2 separate regions of the Sus scrofa genome follow, and region 2 is linked to region 1. A link is a contact called in public Hi-C data. All regions are on one chromosome and are shown on one strand. The core of a region is the stretch at or near the end of the contact, and the rest is flanking DNA. Distances in the headings are between cores, read along the strand shown.

Region 1 (4,493 bases), core at 598-3,097:
AGTCACAGCTCACCGTCTCAGCCTCTCACATCCCAAGTGCACGAAACAACTGCCTCCAGAGCCTTAAACCTGCAGAATGGGAGGCGTGTTTTTCTCCTGGCTGTCCGCACAGACGATGGTATCGAAAGAATACGATCTATGAGAGGTATTTAAATCCCAAGCTAAGGGGGTCCTTTCTCACATTCCTGGAAAAGCTAATGGGGGTTGCGGGCAGGGTTGATTTGGAAATTAATTTATTGGTCTCTAGGAAAGAAAGAACTGTTCCATCTGCTTAGAAAATCAACCATATTATTGTACTCTTTGTCCGCCACTCTTCTGCAAAAATATGAAACACAGATACAGGAGAACGAAACTTTATAAAGGGTAAATCTTATTGTTTCTCCGCTTTCAAAATTCAAACTACAGTTCTCTTTCTCAACCATTCACCATAAAAGGCAGGGATGTCAGTGAAACCCAGAAAAGCAGAGTGGAGCAGTGAAAATGTGGAAAATGTGAAAATGTCCAGGTTTGAAACAAAATACAGTGTGTGGGGTGGGGTGGGGGAGGCGGACTTATAAAAACAAAGTGTCTACATAATTGCACTCTCCAGGGAAAGGTCTCATTGTTACCTTTTAAGATTTCTGGCAAAACCAGTTGTTCATGTACTTTTCATCCTTACAAATACCTCCAGGAACCAAGCTGGGTTCTCCAAATGTATCTGGTGAGTCCAGATTTTTGGAGAGTGGCTTAGGCAAAAGTGGGTTTTGTGGGTTGACAGCTTTAAATGCGTACCCTGCTCCACGTGTCTCTGATGGCACACTTGTTTCTACCATTTTAATCTACCCCGGGTGGGGGAGGGGCCAACTTCTGTGCATTTGTGAAAAAGATCTCAACAACACTGAGAGCTTAATAAACACAGAATAGTCATAACTGTCAGGTAGGGCGCTCTCTCCACTCCGCGTTTTCACCTGTCTTCTCAAAGCTGACCCTTAACGCGAACACCCGTCCCCCGGCCAGAGGCCACGTGGCCAGCTGGTCCACCTGTCCGCGCCAGGGCGGGGCCGGTGCGCCCCTTCCCAACACAGCCTCCCACCTCAAGGGCGGGGTTGGTTGGGTCACAGGTCCACGGATTTCGCTACCTTGCCTCTACCACCCCCGGGTTTACGCAAACGGGATGATGTGGGGGCCTTGGCAACCCCATCGCCCGAATCCAGGGGTCTGCTTTTCCAATCGCAGGAGCCAGGGTCCAGGGACCCTCCCCGTGCGCCCCCGGGGGCTGGGCCCAGGACGGGGACAGTGACATCACGAGGGACCGTCGGCGACGAGGGCGCCCGGGGGCGGGACCGCGGGCCGGGGGCCGGGGGCGGAGGAGCCCCCGCGCCGCGCCCACGGGCGAGCGCGGCCCCGGCCCCGCGCCCGGAGCAGGCCGGCTGGGGGGCGATGGGCGGCGAGGCCCGCGGCGGGGCCGGCGGCGGGCGGGCTGGCGGCGCGCAGGGCGATCCCGGAGCGGCTCCGGGAAATCCAGCCGGGTTTTGACTCCGATCGCCCACGGTGCCCGCAGCCGGCGAATGTAACAAAGAACAGGCGGCATGGCGGCTGGACCGGGGCGGGCGGCGGGCCGGGCGGGGCCGGGGGCGGCGGGCCGGGCGGGGGCGCGCGGGGGCGGCGGGCCGGGCCGGGCCGGGGCGGCGCGCGCGGGGGCGGGCGGCGGGCGCGGGGCCCGGGCTTTACCTGCCTTTGGAATGTGCAGAGCGGGATCGGATCCGGACTCCGGGTTGCGATCCGCTCCGGAAACTGCGCAGCACCGGAAGCCGGGGGGCGGCGGCGGGGCATTGTGGGAGTTGTAGTCCTCCGGGGGCGCGGGCTGCGTGGACGCGGGAGCGGGGGAGCCGGCGGCTTGCACCTGGAGCGGGCGGCAGGGCTGCGTGGACGCGAGAGCGCGGCGTGGACGCGAGAGCCGGGGAGCGGGAGGCCTGGGCGCGGAAGCTGGACGTGTGGACCAGAACGGAAACGGTGGAGCGGGCGGCGTGGACCAGGGAGCGGCAGGGCGCGCGGGTCGTGTGGACGGAGAAGGTGGCACAGACCAGTGGAACGGGAGCTTCTGGGGTAGACGGGGCAGTGGGATTGAGGACCGCGTGGACGAGGGGGAGCGAGGGTGGTGTAGACAGGACTGTGACAGGGCGCAGGCGGGGTGAGCGGGTGGCTGGATCCGGATCGGCCGGGAAAAGCGGGGCGGGTTCCGGCTGCCCTTTCCCCGGGACGGTAGGGAGCGTCTGGCGGCCACGCGCGGCCCCTTCCCTGGTGGCGCAGGCTGGTACCGCGACCCCCGACAGCTTCGCGCTGGCAGCTCGCACAAGCACCCCTTTCTTCTGATGGCCGCTCCGAGCCTTTGGGGGATTAGGTGGGAGAGGAAGTCGAATTTTTTCTTTAAAACGGGCCTAAGATTTGCTGCCCAATCATAATGAGTTCTGCATTTAGCCCAGAGTTGCTGCAATCCCTGGTCATTTTCCTGTGCACTCAGTAAATGCTTAGAAACCCTTGCTCAGCCCCTAGGCGCGTGAAGGAGAGGGAGGCCAGCAGCGCTCTGGCGACAGAGGCCAGGCCAAGTGAGTCCTTGAAATCCGCCCTTTAACCACTACCCCGCCGCACTGCTGGGTGGAAGGTTCACAGGCAGACTGCTCCCTGGCTCTGCCTCCCTCCCAAGCTTGGCCTCTTGACGCCCCCACCATCCAGTGGACAGGAGGATCAGAAAGTCTTAGAAGTAGAGGGACCAGAGGGTCATTTATCTAGGCCAGGACAGGATTCTCAGATGTACTGTCATTCATTTCTACCTGGCAGAAACCCTCATTAATCAAGTCGAAGAGGTATAAGTCTCTGTGGCACAAAGGGGTCTGTGGTGTCTTGGGAGCTCTGGGACACAGGTTCGATTCCCCACGGGGCCCGGTGGGTTAAGGATCTAGCATTGCTGCAGCTGTGGCTGGGATCCCTGGCCTGGGAACTCCATATGCCACAGGGTGGCCCCCAAAGAAAAATATGTAATAATAAAGTCAAAGAGAGGGAATGAACGGAGAGAAATGATTTGAAATTGATATTAGAAAGGGTTTCTCCTCTTGCTTGTGTAAAGCTCTTAAGAACCAACAAGAAAAAGATGCAAAGGAGTTTCCACTGTGGGTTAAGAATCCACCTGCAGCAGCTCATTTTCTGGGGAGGCAGAGGTTCCATCCCCAGCCCCGTGCAGTGGGTTAAAGGATCTGGTGTTGCCACACCTGCTGAGTAGGTTGTAACTGTGGCTCCCTGGCCCCTGGAACTTGCATGTGCCGGGGGTGCAGCCATAAAAGAAAAGATAAATAACGCCGTAGAAAATGAACAGTCGACGGACAGTTCACAGACGAGAACGTGCGACGCCTTTTAAACATAGAAGACGCTAATCACTGTACTGTAATAAGAGAAAAAGCAAAATTGCCACGAGATCATTTTTATCTACTGTTTATTTCGTCTTTTTAGGGCTGCACCCATGGCACATGGAGGTTCCCAGGCTAGGGGTTGGATTGGAGCTACAGCAGCCAGCCTCCACCACAGCCATGCCGGATGGTTAACCTGCTCAGCGAGGCCAGGGATGGAACCCACGTCCTCATGAACACTAGACAGATTCGTTTCTGCTGAGCCACAACGGGAACTCCTAGCAGCAGAGATTTTTTAAAGTTTAAAAGAAACAAGTGGTTTCCCCTTTCCAGGTGGGAGGATTAATTAGCACGCCTGTATCCTGGCCATTTGTCAATATCCATAGACAGTCCAGATGCACGTGACCTCTGGCTCAGCCGTCCCACCGGCAGGGACTTTCCTGCAGCCAGACTCACATGTATGAATTGATCTGTGAGCTTGGTCATAAGCACCAAGCACCCATCCGCAGGGAAGGGCACAGGCAGTGGGCAGGAGGCTTGCCCAGTGTGTGGTGCTGCCGGTGCGATCTGGTGGGGCTCAGAGGTGGTCACCTTGCTGGCGCCCTCACCCCCGCCCTGCTGTGCCCCGCCCCGCGGTGAAAGCCCCACCTTCTGTCCGGGAATGCGGTCTGGGATGGGCACTGCTTCCCTCAGCCTGGGACACATTCTCAGGTCCTCCGCTGGCACCCCCATCACTTAGGTCATTGCCCTAATGCACGCCAACTCCCAGGAGCCCCAAACTGGCCACGACCACTGCTGGGCTCCCCTACCCGCACACCCGCCCCACTAGTAACATGACAGGCAGTTCTCGCGCTCAGAGGCGGGTCTCCGGTCTGTGCAGACTAAGCTGGTCATTTATAGAAAAGGGGGACAGGTCAGCGCCAGAGGGGACTGCATTCCCAAAGGTCTCTTCTCAGCCTGTTCAATATACTCATTCCATCTATGAGGGCCGGAAATAACTCCTGTTAAGACAGACCTATATCCAAAATTCTAACATTTAAGGAAAAAGTGGTTTTATTTTGGGTTTTTTGCTTAAAAGTGTCAAATTCTCACTGCCTCCTGAACTCCAGGCAG
Region 2 (4,493 bases), core at 653-3,152, 120 kb after region 1:
ATGAGTGTGGTGTGCTGCCAGCCAGCAGGCCTCCCGAACTAGAACCCGCTTCCTTTCTGGCCGGTGACTACAACCTGTCAAGCCTTGCTCATACACAGCTCTAGAATCTGCTCTCCTCCGCCCTACTGGCTTTGGGGCCAATTACAACAGTTCCTCCAGTTCACCTCCCCCTCACCCAGAGACTCTCTCCATAACCTGGCCCCTCTTTTGTCCCACACTTAACATGCCCTGCCTGCCGTAAACACTGTGAGGCCCTCAAGGACGGGGATCATATCCTTTCCAACTTTTATTTCCACAGAATGAAGCACAGAGTATACTGAATAGTGTTAAAAGGAAGAATGAATTAACAGTTATTTTTAAGTAAGCCAATGCCCCAAATTTCTTTTTAACACTGATATTTAATGGTACTTAAAATTTAAATGTAATGACTATTAATCATTAAGGTGCATGACGGATTTACTCCAAGCATCAGAGGGTAACACTTAAAAAAAAAAAAAAGTCAATGAGAAATCTTTCTAAAATGGATTAACCCACTTTCTTCCGAACAAGGAAGCAGAACACAATGCAGGCTCCTTATCGATGGTTCAGGGTCATCGTTAGGCAGTCACTGGACTCTGCTGAATAGGCTGGTGCCTTCGGGATGCTAGAAGTGAGTGCGGCTCTTGCACCGAGACCCCTCCAGGCTGCTGCGGGCTCTTGTTAACGTTCCCGCCGCCCCCCAACACCCCCTCGCCAGGCAATGCGGTAGGAGAACCGATCTCTAAAATCCCCCTGCCCCCACAGGTGCTGCTGAAGTAGGTCCTCCAGAACCACGCAGCGCTGCGGGGGAGGGCACAGCGACCCGGTGAAGGGCCAGACCGAGGGGCGCTCCTGCGCTCAAGGGCATGCGCTTCTGCACTGGACTAGTGAACCTGTTCCAGGCGAGCGGTCTGGGTGATAAAAGATCTCGGGACTGGAGCCAGCAGAGGTCTCGGGGCTGAAGTCCCCAGCGCGCTGGCCGGGACCCACCCCTTCCCCACAGCAGGTTCGGGCGGGGGCTCTCTCGGGTGGAGTCCTCCGCATCCCAGCAGAGACGCTGGCCGGCAGCTGGGGGCTGTGCTCTGCGGCCGGCGGTGGAGAGTCGGGGAAACGGGTCCTCCAGGGGGTCTGCGGCGTCCGGCGGAGGGCCGGCCAGGAGGCAGGGAGAGCATCCTTTCGGGACCACGTTGGGAGTGCCGGCGGCCGCCAGGCGGGGCCCGAGGAGCGGCGGGGCGGGGGCGCGGGCCGCGGCAGGTGCGGGGGGCCACCCGGCCCCCAGCTTCCGCGCACGCACGCGCGCCTGGAGGACACGGGCCGGCCTCCACGCCTGCCAGGGACGGAGCACGCGCCCGCGGCCGGAAGGCGCCCCAACCGCTCGGCGCAGGAGCACCGGCCGGGCGAGGGAAGCCCAGTGAGGGACGGAGCGTGCGCAGTGGCGAGGGCGAGGCCAAGTGCGGGCAAGGAGCATGCGCAGTGTGAAGGCACAATCGGCTACGTGGGAGCCCGGGGCATGCTCGGTGAGAGCCGGGCCCGGCGCACGCGCAGAAGCGCTCGGAGCCCGCAACCCGCTGGCGGAGAGAAAAAGGAGGAGAGAGATCACCTCAGAGTTACGTCAGGAAAGGCCGCGTTTTGCGGGAAGGCTGTAGCCCCCCACGGGGCCCCGCAGTTCTCCTAGGGCGAGGGGCGTGACAGTTACTCACCCGTCTTCAGCCCCGAGGCAGACGCCGGGCCCCTTTCCGCTCACACTCGGCTCGCGCGCGCCGCAGCCGCCGCTGCCGCTGTGATTCCATCCATCTTGAATTTGACGTCATCCCACACCAGGGATGAGGTCATCGCAGGCAGCGCTCGTCACGTGCGCGGCGCTGTGATTGGCCGCCAGGCGCCGGGGGGCGGGGCGAGGGAGGTGCGCGGCCCTGGGGGCCGGGCGAGGGCGGGCCTGACGGGAGTCCGGGCGCCGACGCCGCGGTTGCCGCGTCCTCCCGCGCGCGCCTTCCGCCTGATGTTCCTGCTGCGCCGCCGCCCGGCGCCCTCCCCCGGCCCTTGGCGGGCGGCGTATCCCTGAGGGGAGGCGGCGGCGGGAGGGGCGCGCACGGGTGGGCTTGGCGCCGCGGGGACCCGCGCCGGTGGGGCTCGCCGGGTGATGCCCCCTTCCCGGGCCAGCGCGCTGCGGGCGCCTCCGCCGGCCCCTCGGCCGGCCCCTCGGGGGACGGTTCTCCGACCGCCGCGCGGTTGTCCTCGGCCGCAGGTGCCGCCCGCAGCGTGGACGCCTCTCGGCAGGCGTGGAGGTGCGCTGGGTGCGGGTCTGCAGAGTCCGGACCTGAGCGCAGACGTTTCCACCCACCTGCGCGGCCTGGGACCGCTCGCCGGTGACTCGGGGACCGGCCGCCAGGTTCATTTTGCCCGAGCAGGTGGGGGGGGGGGAGAGGGCTCGGAGGCATCACTTGTGGGCTGCGTGGTCCTTCACTTTTCGGAGGCATCACTTAAACCATCTCTGAGTAGCTAACTTATTTTCTGTATTCTCAGTTCTCATTTGCTCTCCGGCAGACTCGTTTTCCTGCATGAATATTACAAGCTCATCAATTTGAAAGCTCACTTCACTCTCATTCCAAACCAGGAAATTAGTATTACAGAAATAACGGAACACTGAAGAAGGGTTCTGGTAGGCAAGCTAATCGGAACATCTGGATGTGTTTCCAAAGGCAGAGCAGACCAGCCTGGAGGCAGAGGAGACTGCGTTTAGGACAGATGTTTAAGTCTTAGATTTCCAGTCCACGTTGTTTAGTATTTTTTCAGATATCTTTAATTTTCAGATTGATTTTTGAAAGTTGAATATATGCACATGACCATAGGTAAGATAACTTAAGAAATGTTCGAAGAATTTGTGTAAGGAATAATCTTGATTAGGTTGATAAAGATTAAAACCTATGTTCCAGGAGTTCCCCTTGTGTTTTTGTTGTTGTTTTTTGTTTTGTTTTGTTTGTTTTGTTTTATCTTTTTAGGGCCGCACCCTCGGCAAATGGAAGTTCCCAGGCTAGGGGTCTAATCGGAGCTATAGCCGCCGGCCTACGCCAGAGCCACAGCAACACCAGAACCGAGCTGCATCTGCGAGCTATGCCACAGCTCACGGCAACGCCGGATCCTTAACCCGCTGAGCAAGGCCAGGGATCGAACCTGCAACCTCGTGGTTTCTAGTCAGATTCGTTAACCACTGGACCACGACAGGAACTCCCTGGGAGTTCCCCTTGCGGCTCAGTGGGTCAAGGACCCAGCCTTGCCACAAGCTGTGGTGTAGGTCGCAGATGCACCTCAGATCCAGTGTGGCTGTGGCTATGACAGACGCCCCAGCTGTGGCTCCGATTTGACCCCTAGCCTAGGAACTTCCATATCTGCAGATGTGCCTGTAAAAAGAAAAAAGAAAATTGTTCCCAAATTTAAAGCTCTACTGTCCATTAAGTTTTCCTTCCACTAATTTTAAGAGGACTCAGTTTCAAAGGAAGAATCTGGCACCTAAAAGTTTTCTTCTTTAACTGTTTAAAACCTTGAAAAATGTCTTTGTATTTTGAACTGAACGGCGGAGGAGCAAAAAAGTGCCTTTGTACATAAAGGAACCGTGATTGTAAGTTTTTCAAAGGGCCTTGAGTTTTGGGGTCCCCGTGGTTAGGCTGGGCGAGCACGCATTGTTGTCCCCGCGTTACAGGGGAGAAAACCCTGAGCTGTGTAGCCGCTGCCAGGAGCTGGGTTTTCGAGTTTTCGCTGCATTCTACCACGTGCCAGAGCAGTTTCCCGCAGCAGCCTCGGGAAGAGACGAGTGGTTGTCACCTCTTTAAAGCATGTGATCGGGCTGTTTCACAAAAGGGGCCTGACTGCCGAATCCAGTCGAACCTTTCAGTCTGCTCAGTTGGCCTCTGGTTTGTAACGATACCGATTCCTTCGTCAGAGCTGCTTGTTTCAGTGATGCCTCATTGCCCTGGATTTTTCCACCTGCTCCCTGCCCCCTGGTTCTTGGTCTCCGGTGCTGGCTTGTCTGCCCCAGCTGGCCTCACACTTCAAGTCCCCGGACCTTGGCCCTCGTGTTGCACTCACCACCTCTGGGACTTGAGCCCGGCGGCCTGAGCCCGAGCCCCTCCCCGCTTGCCGGTGTTGGGCCCGTCACCAGGTCTGGCCACCTACCTCCTGACTGTTCCTCTGATAATGTCACCACGGTCCAGCCCAGCAACTCCCTAAGTGCGCTCCCACCTCCAAGATTTTTTCCCTTTTAACCCATCCTCGGATTGCAGTCGACGTGATCTTTCTTAAAAGGGAAGGATGCCAGGGCACTCCCGTGCTTCCGTTTTTGATGGCTCTCTGGCTTCAAGGACAACATTCAGATTTCACAATGTGACACCAGGATGGTGTGAACTAAAATGTCGCTGCCATATCTGCAGACACACAAAGGATGTTGCAGCCGTCAGGCCCCACATTTCAGTGTCCCAGCG

What was found. Hi-C and Micro-C count contacts between places; a contact is called where the count stands out from the background.
Region 2: a Hi-C map of liver shows a contact between it and region 1, with 6 times the contacts expected there. The contact joins the promoter of ZBTB21 here to the promoter of PRDM15 in region 1. A contact is called at or near these places in 3 of 47 Hi-C or Micro-C datasets (embryonic fibroblasts, heart right ventricle and liver) and 1 of 2 datasets of contacts at active chromatin or transcription factors (alveolar macrophages).

Annotation. Positions count from the first base shown.
Region 1 is chr13:205,239,715-205,244,207 of Sscrofa11.1, forward strand. PRDM15 (PR domain zinc finger protein 15) reads right to left here and starts at 1,848. Exons shown (of 24, transcript XM_021071017.1): 1 at 1,711-1,848. The coding sequence starts at 1,812.
Region 2 is chr13:205,363,249-205,367,741 of Sscrofa11.1, forward strand. ZBTB21 (zinc finger and BTB domain-containing protein 21) reads right to left here and starts at 1,903. Exons shown (of 3, transcript XM_021071019.1): 1 at 1,719-1,903.